Linked DNA regions of Zea mays: region 2 is linked to region 1. The links are chromatin contacts, called in public Hi-C maps. All regions are on one chromosome and are shown on one strand. The core of a region is the stretch at or near the end of the contact, and the rest is flanking DNA. Distances in the headings are between cores, read along the strand shown. Region 1 has its middle 39 kb from the start of LOC111591043. Region 2 holds the start of LOC103646802 (WD40 repeat-containing protein HOS15).

Evidence for each region. Hi-C and Micro-C count contacts between places; a contact is called where the count stands out from the background.
Region 2: a contact with region 1 is called in a Hi-C map of ear, with 1.9 times the contacts expected there. The contact joins the promoter of LOC103646802 here to the enhancer-like site in region 1. A contact is called at or near these places in 2 of 25 Hi-C or Micro-C datasets (ear and endosperm).

What each region holds. Positions count from the first base shown.
Region 1 is chr2:107,332,370-107,335,651 of Zm-B73-REFERENCE-NAM-5.0, reverse strand. No RefSeq gene overlaps it. Among protein-coding and RNA genes, the nearest start is that of LOC111591043, 39 kb to the right of the region's middle. Within about 2 kb of position 1,786, at least 16 of the 20 cell types and tissues checked have an H3K27ac peak or open chromatin away from gene starts, as enhancers often do. A contact at or near this core is called in ear, where this site is marked.
Region 2 is chr2:107,857,880-107,861,161 of Zm-B73-REFERENCE-NAM-5.0, reverse strand. It overlaps LOC103646802 (WD40 repeat-containing protein HOS15), which reads right to left and starts at 1,670. Exons shown (of 14, transcript XM_008671459.4): 1 at 1,233-1,670. The coding sequence starts at 1,410.

The sequences.
Region 1 (3,282 bases), core at 537-3,036:
AGTGATCATTGAGCTGGAGCTGTCCGGTGCACATCGAACAGTCCGGTGCACCTACGGAAATAGGAAGTTTTGGAGCTTCCAAATGAAGCTCCAATAGTTTCTAGGCCCATTAGGGCTATAAAAGGGACCCCTAGGCACCATGGAGAAGCTACTACAACTCAGACACTCTGCAACCACGTCGTTCAATGATTTGAGAGAGATCTAAGTGCTTTTCTGAGCTGTAACTCTATCATTTTGTTCTTGCGCTATCGTCTTTGCTTTGTGTGTGTGTGTTGTTGTGTTGTGCTCTTGTGTGCATACTCTTACTCCCTCCCTTACTCTAAGTTCAATTGTGATCATTTGTGTAAGGCCATGAGAGACTCCAATCTTGTGGAGAATCCTCACAAACTGGTTAAGATATAAGGAAGAATACCATGGCACTCAAGTTTAATCTTTGGGTCACTTGAGAGGGGTTGAGTTCAACCCTTGACCAAAGGAGGTCACCACAACGTGGAGTAGGCTTTGGCCGAACCACGGGAAAAATCACCGTGTCTCTTGTCCACTTTACTTTACTGTGATTTCTGTCTTCCTTAGTGCTTAAACTTCACTTACATATTGCTCCTAGTTTAACACACATCTCAAGAGAGCAATCAAGTGAAGAGTCTATTTTTCTCTCCTCTTCTCATCCAAACTTGGTTTTAGTTTATTCTAACACCTTTTATAGACCAAGTTTTGTTGTTTGAAGCATTTTTGCAGGATCACCTATTCACCCCCCCCCCCTCTAGGTACTCTAACCGCCTCTGGTTCCCACCAGAACCGCACCACCGAGTTTTGAGGCCCAAACTCGGTGAAACTAGCCCTCCGTAGCGCTGGGTGGTTTTGAGGCTCAACCACTGAAACCACCGTGAGTAGCGCACCGCATGCGTGTCCTCCACGTCCTAGACACGTGTCCCACCAGTTCTCGATCGCGCCAGCGACATGATCCAAACCCTAGCTATCCTTGATAGTTATGCATCTTCACCCCACTTGCTAAGTAACAACTATAAGTGTACTCACCCTTGCTAATATTTTGATCAGAAGAAGGTGAGGATGAAGACTATGATGAGGAACTTGATCACCTTCGTTTTTTCGCTATGATTGACTATGCTACTATTACAGACAAATTATGATTTGAACATTTTCTTTTCATATATTACACTTCTAATTTCAACATATGTGTAACACCCAAAATACCATTTTGGTAGTCTAGTAATACTCACCAATCAATCAAAGTTAAAAATGTTCTTTTATTAGGATTTCCTTATTTTTGAAGTGGGTTCCTCAAATAAATACATAGTAATATTAAAGTTTGATTGAAATTGGAATTTAGAAAAAAAAAGAGTATAACAACAAAATAAGACCAAAAAACAAAGGTAGATATATTTGTTTTTATTTGAGTGAATATTTCTTTAATTGATTTCACATTTAGAAGCATTCATCTAAATGAATAGAACCATAAATAAATACATAAAATCCTCTTTTTATCTCATGTTGGGTTTTCTTGTTTATTGCATTAATATTTGAATTTGCCAACCAAAACCACATTTGAATTTGTAATTTGAAAGGAAATAGAAAATGAAACCAGAAAAATAAAAGTGAAAGGAGAAACTCACTTGTTGCCTAAGCTTGGGACGTAACCTATCCCGGCGGCCCACTCTGTTTTCCCCTCTCTCGGCCCAGTCTCCCTTCGAAGCAACCCACACGGCGCACACATCTGTTGTTCACTCCTCGCACGCGTGAATCACTGGACCATGGGTCCCACTTGACAGCCACTACCCTAGCGTATGCTCGAACTTGCCCGCTCGTGTGCACACCCCGGTCGCGGCCTATTCCACTGAACTGTGGGACCGCTCCGTCAGGCGCAACATCCTCCTCGTGTTCTTCTCCTTTAACAAACTCGTCGCGCCATCCCTTGCTCCATGGAATCTGAAGTCCGTTGCTCGTAGCCTGGGACCGACTTCACAGGGCTATAAAGGCGTGAGCCAGACGCCATCACCCACGCATCCTTCGACGACATCACGCCACCACTGAGAGAGGGCAACAGAGAAGAAGGGAAAGATAGAGAAGACTCTATCGCTGGCGAGCGCGTGCTTGCGCCACCACCTAAGCCTCAATGCGCTGCTCTGGTCTGGGGAGGATGGCATTGCCACCCGCGCGCGTTGGTGACCTTCCCGGGCGTTGGGATTGGTCGGATCCCCGTTGATTGCTCGCCGGAGTAGAGATCGACCGCTCGGTCGCAAGCTCGTCGGGGAGAGGTGTCCCTACTACGTGTCCACGAGTAAGTTGATGTCCCAGACATTTGTCATCCTCTCCTCTCTCTTTTGTCATGTAACACAACCCAGAGTTTATTTTCTAAAGACACCCTCGGGTTTTAGCGAATCAACCCGTCGTCCACATCAGTTAGGAAATAATTAAAACTAGGTCCTGATATTTATGATTTGAACCCAAAATTTCCTGGAATTACTACCCACACCCGAGAGAGTAAATAAATCGAATAAATTAATATAGCAAATGGTTTCTAGTATAGAAATAATTCTAGAATCTTGTTTAATTCATAATTAATTCATTTTATCTCCTTTTTGACTCGTACCAGTTGCATTAGGTTCGTATTAATATTAACTACAATCTAGTAACCTTATGTTGGTATGTAACATGTTGTCAAAATCGAGCACTTAATTGGTTTAGCCTATGTTTAAATTGTCCCAGCACACAAAACTTCAGGAAATCATATCTTCACAACTGTAACTCTGATTTTATAGGTTCTCGAACCTACGATCTCGTAGCAACGTGTAGAACATTATTACGTAGTTTGTTCTCATGTTTGGTGTGATGTTAATTTTTCCTATATCATGTTTGTTTTTATTGTTGTGAGTAGACGAGCGAGTGACCGAGGAACCCAGAACTCAGCAGGTGGAAAATATTGAGCAGGAGCTCGTTGAAGGAAAGTTGCCCTTGATCACTCTTCTTTACCTAATAATGTTCCAATTAATTACTATGACATGCTCAGGTTAATTTTGATGGGACCCAATAGGTCACCCTAGTTTGGTCTACTTTACACTTTGCTCACACCTGAACTTTTGGGGTAGTATTTGCTATTGCTCTATGTAGTTTTGTGTGTTAAGATACATATTATTCATGATCATGCTATTTATTGTCTATGGAGTATTGATTATTATTTTAATTGGAACATGGAGTGACCACCCAAGAAAACAGTGCTACCACAAGGGTGGAATGGGACGTACTTGGCGAATTAATTAGGAAAGC
Region 2 (3,282 bases), core at 421-2,920, 530 kb before region 1:
CTTGGGCAGGTGGCCTGGCCTACGGTGCAGGAACGAGCCCGGCCCGGTTAAGAGGGCGGCCCAATAACGGCCCGAGCGTCGCGCGGCCGCCACCCCCCACGCCCAAACCTAATCCCCTCAGCCCCCGTCCCCTCTCTCGTCTCTCTGGATCTGGTGCTCTCCGCGCGGCGGCTCTCACCTCGTCCGCTCCAGTGCTCTCCCCCCCCCCCTCCGAGGCATACGCTGGCGAGCCAGTGCCGGCCGTCGACGGATCTGGCTCCCGTCCACTCTCTCGTCTCTCTAGATATGGTGCTCTCGGCACGGCTGCTCTCACATCGTCCGCTCCGGTGCTCTCCCCCCCCCCCCCCCGAGGCATACGCCGGCGAGCCCGTGCCGGCCGTCGACGAATCCGACACTCCACCTCCTCCCATGTCCCCTCCAACAAGCCACGACCCTATCTCGTGTTGTCTGTGAAACCCTAATCCTCGAACTGGTCGATCTGGTGTTCATGTCTCCTCTCGTTTCCTCGTCGTCGTCTGTCTTGTAGCCTCGTCGGTGGATTTGGTGCTAAGGCGTGCATGTATTCTGTAATGGACTTGAGTTCATGCTTTCTGTAATGGACTGTTATTATGTAGTAGTGTAATGGACACTTTGACTTGAACTCTAAAGGAGCTGGAGATACTCTTTTCCTTCCTAGTTTTTCTCATGAGGTGTGAGTTTTTATCTAATAAGGTTTTTAACGAGGCAGCATTGCACTGAGGCTCCAGTTTGAATGAAATCTGTGTTGAATCTGTGTTGAATATGTGTTAGTATGTTGAATCTCTTCCCTCTCTATTCAATCTGTGACAAATATGTTGAATATGTGTAAGTATGTTGATTCTGTGTTAGTATGAGTGTTTTTTGTTTATTGGCCCAGGCCCGGACACGGCACTATTGACCCATCGTGCCTCCGGCCCAGCCCGTGTAAGAACAGTCGTGTTGGGCCTGGGTCGCCCCAGGTAGCCCACGGGCCAACCCGGCGGGGCACTTAAGCTGTGCCGGGTCTGGTCCATGTCCTGTCCGGGCCAGCCCAGCCCGAATGTTTGGACATCTATACCTAGAGCAGCGCACAATCCAGCCGAGGAACTCGCCCATCCCAAAGCAGCGAAGCTCCTAAACCCTAATCCCAACAAAAATGAGGAAAGTTCAAAGTTCTCTCGGCACAAGCGGGCAAGATGCGAGGCGGAAGCGAGGGGATGGAATGGCGCGCGTACCTGACTCCTGGAGGTAGCGGAAGACGAGGTAGTTGAGCTCCGCCGACGTGAGCAGCCCCATAGCAGGCGGCGCAGGCGAGAGCGCCGCCGGAGCAGGCGGAAGACGCGGGAGGGGCGCAGCGGCGAGGGCGAGGACGGCGCGGTGCGATGGTGGAGAGAGATTTGTCTCCCTCAACATTACCGCTCTCTAAAGTGAGTCGTGTTGTTGCGTTTGTAAAACTAGGTCGCTCCACTTCTGTGCTAAAACACCTCATCTGATACTTTTTGGACGGCTAAGACTGGAGCAGGCAAATGGTGAGTAAGGGTCTATTTAGTTGGGTCGTGGCTGTGAAAAAACTGTTGTGGGTTGTGAGCTGTAAAAAAACTGTTGTGTACCGTGAGTTGTTAAAAGACTAAAACCGTTTGACGGAAATCAATAAAGGCCGTTAAAAGTTCTTCGATATATGTTTTCACAGTTCCATCCAAAAGTCACTAAAAGCAGATCTAGAGGTGCTTTAAATTTTGCACTGTGAGAAAGTCGGCTTTTAGAAAAAGCTACTTTCTGAATCTAGCCCTTTGGTTTTACTTTTGGCTTTTAGGGCCTAAAATCCAAAGTCAAAAGTCAAACTAAACACACCCTAAAGCTTGCACTATAACCTAGTACTGGGAATATGGACCGGACTTTTTAAACCAACACGATCACGACACGAAAACAGAATCACAAACCACGATCCGGGACGAAATAATATGGGTCGAACTAGCACGACCCGAAGACAGACCTGAGCCCGGCCTCAAATTTCGGCTCGTCGGGCCTCAAGCACTGCCCGCACAGATGGGTCGGACTTGGGCCGGCACGACCCAATGTAGCCCAAATTGTTTAATTGCTTTAATTGAATAAGCTACCGACTTAATATTGTTGTGATATTTAGAGTTTATGTGGTGAAATGATGATAGGATTGTTTAATATTTTTAATTTATTAAGCTATGGACTTTATGTGGTTATAATATTTTGATTTTATCTGGTCAAATATATAGGCCAGGCTTGGGCCGGCACGGCCCAACAAAGGCACGACGTGGTTTAGGGCTAGACTGGACCATTGTTTTTAAACTTTGGGCTGACACGGCTCAAAAGTTTTTTGTGCTTTCATGACCCAAACTCGTTTGACACGAAGCACGATGGACTTGGTTGACCCAGCCCAACCTACTATAACGTGACACTCATTTCTTCATTTGTGTCTGAGTACTTGACTCCACCATTTACTTATTGGATTATCTTTTTGTATGTGCTATTGAAAATATATGTTATATGTATGCGCAGGCAAATTATGGTGTATTTGGTTGCGGGACAGCCAGGACAGGGACGTCTCCTGGCGTCCTCTCTTGTCCCTTCAATTCTGAGGGACAACTGGTGACAACACTGAAATAGTTATATCTCAATCCTTAATTCTGAACCAAACAACCTTATTTGATGGATCGTCGCATCTCGTTCTATCTTATCATTGCAACAAAACGTATCCTTAAAGACCCGACAAAAGTCTGGATGGTTGTCCGATTTGTCTGACCCCGTTAGAGTGAATTTAACGAGTGGACTCGTCTGTTGATTTGACCAAATTGCCCTGTTACTCTGTAGCCAAGCTCGCCATATTATTACCCTACAGTTTGGACCCTTCACCTGTTCAGGAATGGAACCACAGACTGCATCAACATAGGGCGCTTATCCAATGAATTCTGCAGAGATCTACTATGCGCTAGCAGTGTTCTCCCTTGTTTCTTTGAAAGATTCAAACTCCTCCAGTGCGTCGGATGTCCTGTGGGACAAGAAAGAGCTGGTGCTTCCTGCTCCGGTAGATTCACCTCTTGAGCTAGTTTGGCAACGAAGAGAAAAAATTCCTTGGAAACCAACCCGGGAGGGGATTTTAGATATCATCTTATTTTCCGAAGAGAATCTCCCCTCCCGGGTGTATTTTCCTGGCATTGTTTGGGAAGTAAAGAGCTAAATACCCCTCTTGAATAAAAAAATACATCAAAAATTTAGAAAAAAATCAAACAAAAATAAGGAATATTTAGAAAA